3 separate regions of the Mus musculus genome follow, and all the other regions are linked to region 1. A link is a contact called in public HiChIP or PLAC-seq data. All regions are on one chromosome and are shown on one strand. Each heading gives the region's core, a stretch centred on a gene start, on an enhancer-like site or on the middle of the called end of the contact. The rest is flanking DNA. Distances are from core to core; before and after follow the strand shown. Region 1 overlaps Fndc3b (fibronectin type III domain containing 3B). Region 2 overlaps Tmem212 (transmembrane protein 212). Region 3 has its middle 5.0 kb from the start of Gm42195.

Region 1 (2,700 bases), core at 42-2,541:
TAGAAGCGACACATGGGAAATAACATCTGGCGGCTTTATGCACCCTCTCTGGAACCCTGGTCGCTGGGACCTCGTGTAAGGTGGTAGCTTAGGAATGGGAATCCAGAACTCCCAGCAGTCTCAGTAGACATCTGTGTGTTTCAGGTGTGGGTTGGCACCCAGGGCACCTGGTCATCTTTCTGCTTTACAAATCTGTCAGTGAATTTAAAAACGGATTGAACATGTCACTGTCACCTGCTTTCTTACTGTGTCTTGGTGATATCATGTTGATGGCATGAAGTGGTTTAGGAGGAAATGTTCCTACCAAGTAAACCAGGGAAGTCTTCCCCTGGGCCTCAGCCCCATCTCCTGCAGAGTGACGCTCATCACCGTGTGCTCAGTGTGATGCCGCAAAGTGGCGGGGGGAGGGGGGGTTTTGAGTATTGTCATCTTTGTATTGTTTTATAGTGTCTGCTTATAGTGGAGGGATGAAATAGCCAGGAAGACAGCAGTGAGGGGGAGACTTTAAGTACATGCAGAACTCAGTGTGTGGTGAATCCATATTGAGTTATAAGAGTTCATAGTTTACTACTTTCAGGAGATTTTTTTTTTCAAGTTTATACAGCTTAATAAACCAATGATCACCCAGTACCTATCTTTACTGACTTAAAAAGTGATTTGTAATAATCTGGTTTTTGTATACAAGTAGTTATAGGATAATTTTGTAAACCTTACTTTGTTTATTCTAGTATAATTTTTTTTTTAATAATTTAACTGTTCAGAAAGTCAGGGTTGCTTTTGAGAGTACAACTTTGGATGACCCTTTATCCTGTTCTGGTTATTTGGTTATTGTTTGTCCATGTGTATAGCCGATACCTTAGTGTTTCATAACCTAGGTTCACTTGGAGCTATGGCTCGGTGGTTTTCATACTGGAGCAGCCAGGTTAGAGTGCTCAGCTTTCCCCATCTGTCTTGGTTTAATGGTTTATGTCAACCCTATTCTTGTATACAACCTCGAGAAGCATCCTGATTGGCAGGCTTGTCACAGATCCAAGTTGTTCCTTCCACTGTTAGCTTACAGCCTTGTACTTAATGAAATACTCTGCTGATGCCCGAGAGGTGTACCTCAGGCCTTAGGGCAGGAGCAGTGGGGTTGACCATGCAGGGCTTGGCATGCCATGTGGTGATCTGTCAGAGGGTCTATGCTCAGACCTGGGCTGCCTGTGGAGCCAAGCCGTCTGGTAGGTTTGCAGTGGTGGGACAGGGAAGTAGTTGTTAAGATGACTCAGGGAGGGGCTAACTGCTTCTAAGTCTTCCAGCAGGCCCATTCTGTTTACCTCAGGGACTGGGTAACTAAGTTGAGAACAACACGGGAGAACAGTGGAGATGACTCATAAGTTTCCTGGCTGCTAAGCCAGTATCAAATAATTAGAAAACATCACATAGATAAGACCAGCAGCCAGAAATGCTCTCTGCAGGGGCTGACTTTGTGATGCCTGGGCTTGTGCCACCCAGCAGTGGATGAGGGACGCAGCATGTGTGCAGTGGGTCACCCTGGCTCAGTCCCTCTGCTGGGTGACTCTGTCAGTTCTATCATTGCTTTGATTTAAAAAAAAAAAAAAAAAAAAAAAACCCCGCCTAGCTGAAACCAGCTGCTGGGAGGGGGGTGGCTCTCAGTTGAAGGGGAAACAGTCCATCTTGGTGGGGGTGGGGTGTGACGATGGCAGTGATGTGCTGCTCTGGTGGCAGCTTGCTCACATTTCAGTGGATCAGGAAGTGGACCCATTGCCCAGAGCCCTACTTCCTCCAGCGAGGCTCCACCCCCTGAATGGTTGCTGGCTTTGCAAAGCAGCAGCACCATTTGGAGAGCAAGTGTTGTAGGGATAGTTTACACTCAAACCTTAAACATGGCTCACCGCGTTCTCCCACTGAAAGTTCACTTAAAGTGAACTTAAACGGTGCGGAGGAAAAACCTAGTTTTGTTTTTCTTACCACAAAGGAGACGATTTCTTTGCTTAGCTGTACTCAAAGTGGGAGGTTTAGAAACTGAAGGGGTTGGCACTGGGACGTAGCCTAGTGGAAGAGCATTTGTCTTGAGGTTTAATCACCAGCACGTGAAGGAAAAACAAGGCAACAACAACAAAACAAGCCAAACCAAACCAAACTGAAGTAACCTCAGAGCACGCACCATTGCAGCCACTGCGCCTGCCCTTGCAGCAACACAGGGGCAAGGCTTCACACCAGGGCTTGCAGTCTCCTTCAGCCAGAACTTCTAACATCCAGATCAGAATTCTGCTGCTGCTGCTGCTGTTGTTGAATCGCATTTATGTGTTAAATAAATGATACATTAAGACATGTTGGCAAGTTTGTTTGTTTTTTTTTTTAAACCAACCCCCACCCCACCCCATTGGTATTAGAAACGCCAGCCCCCGTGGGTGGAATTACTTCTCACTCCTATAAGGATTCACAAGTTTCCTTTCTAGGACCTGGTAGCACTTCTTTGTCATTTCTAAGTCAGGGCAGAGTGCTGCTGTCACCTAAGGATGCTGGGTGGGGTGGAGGGTGAAGGGGGTGGGTGGGGGGTGGCGCTTGTTACTTTCTGTCCCTAGATTCCCTCTTGCCCAGAAGAGCAAGCTGTGGATGCCACATAGAACAGAGGAGCTCCATGGGTGGGGCAGGGCAGGTATTGAAGACTAATGGTGGGCTCAGAGAGTCAAGCCA
Region 2 (2,700 bases), core at 61-2,560, 290 kb before region 1:
AGTATTTTTCTTTGAATGGGAACTATAGAGAAAATGCCTTCATACAAGAGGATGGCACTGCACCCAGAGCTCTAAATGCCTTGCCATTCTAATGACTGTCTTTATTATTTAGGAAACTGAGGTCGTGTGTCTGCACCCCATTGGTAGTTAAAGGCAGAACAATTAAAAAAAAAAGCAAGCTGCAAAAGATCAGACCATGGCTAGGAATGATTTCTGGGCTTGAGGACAGATCTCCATTCCAGTTTGTCCTGTTTGCAGCTTTATAAATTTGTTGGAAAGATGTAAACATGTCTCAGTGAGCAAAGATGTTTGTAGCTAAGCCTGAGTCTGAATTCAGTCCCCAAGGCCCCACATGGTAAGAAACAGCCAATGCTATCAATTTATCTGACCTACACCACACACACACACACACACACACACACACACACACACACACACACACACACAGAGAGAGAGAGAGAGAGAGAGAGAGAGAGAGAGAGAGAGAGAGAGATTAAAGATACATAAAATTATATAGATAGATGTAGATAGGATATAGATATAATTTTATGTTCATCCCTGATTTTTTATCTGGACTTCAAAATTCATGCTTTGGTGTATGTAAACACGCATACCACACACACACACACACACACACACACACACACACACACACACACTCACACTCACACTTTTCTGTTGCTGTGATAAAAAAAAATATAGCATAACCAAAAGCAACTTAAGAGTTTTTTTCTGCCGGGCAGTGGTGGCGCATGCCCTTGATCCCAGCACTTGGGAGGCAGAGGCAGGCGGGTTTCTGAGTTCGAGGCCAGCCTGGTCTACAGAGTGAGTTCCAGGACAGCCAGGGCTACACAGAGAAACCCTGTCTCGGAAAAACAAAAAACAAAAAAACAAAAAACAAACAAACAAGAGTTTTTTTCTGGCTATGGCTCCAGAAGGTTCAAGTCTATGATGGCAGGAAAGGAGGCAGATGGTTCTTTATATTTCTACCTTCACACAGGAAGCAGCAAGCAGAGGGAGCAAGCAGGAAGTGGGGAAGACTACAACACAGCAGAGCCTATCCTCCACTTTAACATACAACCTCCTCAAGGCTCCAGGTCCTAAAGATTCCATGCTCTTCCCAAGCATCACCACCAACTTGGAACCAAGTGTTCAGATGCTTGAGCCTACACGGCCATTTCTCATTCAAACCAGCACGCAAAGCCTAGGGCGAGATCTATGAAGCCAAGATTTAACTGTCGTGACCTAACAGGAGCGGAGGTGGTGCCAGTGACGGCAAAGTCAACAGAGAGAATGGAAAATAAGTTGGTGTGACTCATGTCCTGATGACTCTAATGGCTGCTTTTCCTCCCTGTCAACACAGCTCCTTTCACAGATGAAGAGGGGACCAGAGCCGTAAATCCATTTCCCCCTTTGCCCTGCCTTCCAGCTTGTGATAAAGCTGTCAAGCTGTGAGACAGATAGAACTCTTAGCAGAGGTCCCTTCGATTGTGGATGTTATTTTTTTTTTCCAATTTTCTTTTCACAGGCTGTCACAGCTGGATCACTTGTGCTGCTGGCTCACAGAGAGTGGACCCAGAGACACTTGGTAAATACAAAATGTCTGCAGGGATGGTTCAGTAGATTTGACACTGTGTGTGTGTGTGTGTGTGTGTGTGTGTGTGTGTGTGTGTGTGTGTGTGTGTGTGTCATGGATCTCAAGCCTGGGTCTCATGGATCTCAGCTTGTCCTTGAACTTAGTATATAGCTGATCACAACCTCAAATTTCTAATTTTCCTTTCTCTACCTCCCAAGTACTAGGATTACAGGTGTATACCACCTTACTCAATTCTGTAAACTATGTTTAAAATGTATAATATTTTTTTCATTGAGTTCTTACTCCAAATAGTTTCTCTAAGTTCATGAATATTGTTTGGTGTCGTGTCCATACTCATGAATTTAATCATGTTGTAGTAATGAAGTATAGGTGCTGCTGCTTTCAATATTCCATGTGCCCATGAATACTTCATGTTCCCACATGTGCGTGAGTGCATGTGTGCATGTGTGCATGTGTGTGTGTGTGTGTGTGCACGCGCTATGGAGTGCATAGGCAAACCCTTTACCCACTGAACTACACCTCCAGTCTCAATGCAGTTCACATCTCAACTCTGAGGTCTCCTTCCCAGCCCTCACAGACTGGGAAAAGATGAAAGGTCCGAGCGATCCTGTTTCTAATAGTGCTGAGCTGGCTTTTTCCAAGCTACAGAAAGAGCACAGCATCTGACCTTAGGCCTGTTTTCCATAGCAAAGGCTGAAGATGGGAGGTCAGCTCCGGCTGCCATGGATTGATTGAGAAGGTCTGGACAAGGTGAAAGGCAACCTTTCTGAGAGACTCCTAACCTTGTACGATGCTAACCAACCAGAGATGATATTCTGAGTAGCAAGTCCTAGAGAAGGGACTGGTTCCACTCATTTTGGTTTTCCTAACCTGAACTGGCACTTTGCATCAGATAGGAAATAAAACGTGACTGAATTGATTTCATTTTAGCTCAGGTTGGCAGATGATGTCCTCCTGCAGCATAGATTGGCAGCAAGGGAAACAGGACCTGAAAGGAAGGCTGAGAGGACAAGGGATAGAGGTCACAGGTAGTATGGGTCTGGCATTCAGGAGGCCCGGAGCTTTACATTTTAAACGGCGGTACTGGGATGGGGGTAGGGTGG
Region 3 (2,700 bases), core at 112-2,611, 310 kb before region 1:
TTTACCACCTGCACCATCTCCTTAGCCACCAGCCCCCCCACACACACATACACATACACATGTTTTCTATCAGCAAGGAAGCTAGGGATAGGGGTGTACTACAACAGAAGTCTGTGTGGTTAGCATGCATAAGGCCCTGCCTAAGGCTTCAATATCCAATACCACTAACAAAACAATACAATGAAAGAAAAGCCAAACTCTAGGAGTGCTATGAGCATGTTGCCTACTTAACATTATCAGAAAAACAATAACTGATAAATAATGAAAATAGGAAGTAATAACATGGAGAGCAGCTATAAGCTGCATGTGGTTTTGTTCCGTATATCCAGGAAGGTTTTCACTTATCAAGTAGTTACACACAAGCAACTTGTAGGCCTCGAGCCTCCGCGCTGTGCCAAGCCAGCCTGAATTTATCCAAGCTCACAGAACCAGGTAACCAGGCTGAGGACTCACTTACACGGAAGAGTTGAATCCATTTGTCTGCCTCCTTCTTTGAGACACTGTAGCCCAGGATTCATGGCAACTCTCCCACCTCGGCCACCACAACTCTGGGTCGTTAAAGCTTAAAGGTAAATTGAAAATCTGCTTTTGTCCTAGACTTTCTATGACACTTACTATTGTCAACTTGGGAGCGTCTGGAGTTCCTAGCAGACAATTATCTGAGGAAAACCGGGAGTTTCTATACTGAATTAAGTTAACATCCTAAATGTGGGTGATGCCACTGCGTAGGGTTAGGGGTCCCACGATTTAATTAAGAGGTGACAGTCGGCTAAAGAGCAGCATCCGTCACCCCACATCCTGGCTGTAAATACAGTGTGACAAGACACCCCCCCCCCCCCCCCGTCACCACATGTCCCCTGCTGTGATGTTCTGTATCCCCTTAAACCGGCAGGCAAGATACACCCTTCTTTGCTAATGATAGTTCTTGTCAAGTTTCAGGGCACAGCAATGGGGAAGGCAGCTGATACACTGTCTCAGGATGGTGGCTCTCCGTCACTAGATGGGGTGAAAGCATCTTTGCCTTTTGTCAGTAGAGGAAAGGTTGTAGGGTGTCTTCCTCCCTCCCTCCAGTGTGTGTGGGAGCACAAACCCACAACCAGGACAGTGTTATTTCTATTTCATATTTTGTTTTTCTATAAACAAACTTTATCTGTGGCCTTGTGGCAGTCAGTCAGTTCCAGGAAATGCACAGCTGACAATGTCATTCCCCTTGAACTGCACATAATATAAAAACAGACTTTAAGTAAATATTTGAATTAGGACAATTACAAAAATTTAACTTTGGGCCAGCCTTTCCGAGCACGTATCGATCACTCCTTCCCAGGGCTGCTGTTTCAATGGGCACGGTGAGTCACACCTGCTCCATTCAGAGGAAGCAGAACGTGACAATGGCTGTGCTGGCAGAGGATGGTTGAGAGCGACTATAACTGGGAGGTTAGGTTCCTGCCACCTGTCTATAAATAGCAGCAGAGCGGCACCCCGTGCTAAACAAGGAGAGAGCAGAGAGGTGCTAACAGCTGACCCTGGAAGGCCAGAACTGGCGGCCATTGGATGCTTTTTCTTGGGAGTTTAACAATGGATTCAGTCCATGAAATGACAGGCTAAGCATGGCTAGTTCTTAATGTCCGCCTGAGACTCTCCAGTTGGCTTACCCCTTCGTGCTTTCCACTGTTAGTAACACACCCGTTTCCGTGAGCTCTCTTGTTAGATAAGGTGGCCTTGCTTGGCCCCAGCTTTGTCAGTTTGTTTTGTATAGACAGTGAGAAAAAAATGTGAATGCTTTGTCATATGGAAGTTACTCAAATGCTCTTTTGTTGTGGTTTTTCTTTTCTGTTGTGGAAACAAACAAACAGCAAGGATGGAAATCTGGGTGGGTTGAAAAGTAAACATTACTAGCCTTTCTATACAGTGCTAATACCATAGATATGCCACCAAAGCATGATGCTTGTAATGAGACCTAGCTCCTAATAACCTAAATGCTATGTTCATATTACCAATTTCTTCATCTCAGAAAATATTATGACAATTATGATATCATCTGTATGGAGATACAGTAGGACAAAGAGTTTGCACAGTTCAATTCCCTTGCTTGTCTTCTCTTCTCTCTCTTCCTTTCTCTGTCTTCCTTTCTTGTCTTTCCTCCCTCCCTCCCTCCCTCCCTCCCTCCCTCCCTCCCTTCTTCCTTCCTTCCTCTTTCTTTCTTTCTTTCTTTCTTTCTTTCTTTCTTTCTCTTTCTTTCTTTCTTTCTTTCTTTCTTTCTTTCTTTCTTTCTTTCTTTCTTTTTTCCTTCCCCCCTCCCTCCCTCCCTCCCTCCCTTCCTTCCTTCCTTCCTTCCTTCCTTCCTTCCTTCCTTCCTTCTTTCCTGTCAGGATCGTAGGCACCGGAGGCTGGCTTTGAACTCTCTATGTGGCTGAAGATGACTGATCTAATTCTCCTGCCTATATGACATACATACCACCACATGAGGTTTGTTCAGTGCAGGGGATGGAACTCAAGGCTTCACACATGCTAGGCAAACAACTGACTCTGTCCCCCACCCTGTTTGATTACCATGAGCAGGGGCTAGATTTCAGATCAGCATCACTAGTAGATTAAAGAACTGCCCATCAGAGCTCTTACTCAGAGGTGACAGTCCTCGCTGGACTCTTGAGAGGCTAGTCTGTGACTTGTGCCTTCTTCTGTTCACCACCAAGTTATGTG

Evidence for each region. HiChIP or PLAC-seq counts read pairs in DNA pulled down with a chosen protein or histone mark.
Region 2: a contact with region 1 is called in a FOXA1 HiChIP or PLAC-seq map of pancreatic cancer cells. The contact joins two enhancer-like sites. A contact is called at or near these places in 4 of 39 promoter capture datasets (the 3T3-L1 cell line, embryonic stem cells and liver), 1 of 15 datasets of contacts at CTCF or cohesin (the NIH/3T3 cell line), 1 of 484 Hi-C or Micro-C datasets (nephron progenitors), 1 of 115 datasets of contacts at active chromatin or transcription factors (pancreatic cancer cells) and 3 of 9 other capture datasets (adipose tissue, embryonic stem cells and liver).
Region 3: an HNF4G HiChIP or PLAC-seq map of pancreatic cancer cells shows a contact between it and region 1. The contact joins two enhancer-like sites. A contact is called at or near these places in 4 of 39 promoter capture datasets (the 3T3-L1 cell line, embryonic stem cells and liver), 1 of 484 Hi-C or Micro-C datasets (liver), 1 of 115 datasets of contacts at active chromatin or transcription factors (pancreatic cancer cells) and 3 of 9 other capture datasets (adipose tissue, embryonic stem cells and liver).

Annotation. Positions count from the first base shown.
Region 1 is chr3:27,597,687-27,600,386 of GRCm38.p6, reverse strand. The region is part of intron 3 of Fndc3b (fibronectin type III domain containing 3B); the gene reads left to right. Among named protein-coding and RNA genes, the nearest start is that of Mir3092, 14 kb to the right of the region's middle. Within about 2 kb of position 1,291, at least 64 of the 459 cell types and tissues checked have an H3K27ac peak or open chromatin away from gene starts, as enhancers often do. A contact at or near this core is called in pancreatic cancer cells, where this site is marked.
Region 2 is chr3:27,885,336-27,888,035 of GRCm38.p6, reverse strand. It overlaps Tmem212 (transmembrane protein 212), which reads left to right. Exons shown (of 4, transcript NM_001164437.1): 2 at 1,529-1,588. Among named protein-coding and RNA genes, the nearest start is that of Tmem212, 9.7 kb to the left of the region's middle. Within about 2 kb of position 1,310, at least 64 of the 459 cell types and tissues checked have an H3K27ac peak or open chromatin away from gene starts, as enhancers often do. A contact at or near this core is called in pancreatic cancer cells, where this site is marked.
Region 3 is chr3:27,903,837-27,906,536 of GRCm38.p6, reverse strand. No RefSeq gene overlaps it. Among named protein-coding and RNA genes, the nearest start is that of Gm42195, 5.0 kb to the right of the region's middle. Within about 2 kb of position 1,361, at least 30 of the 459 cell types and tissues checked have an H3K27ac peak or open chromatin away from gene starts, as enhancers often do. A contact at or near this core is called in pancreatic cancer cells, where this site is marked.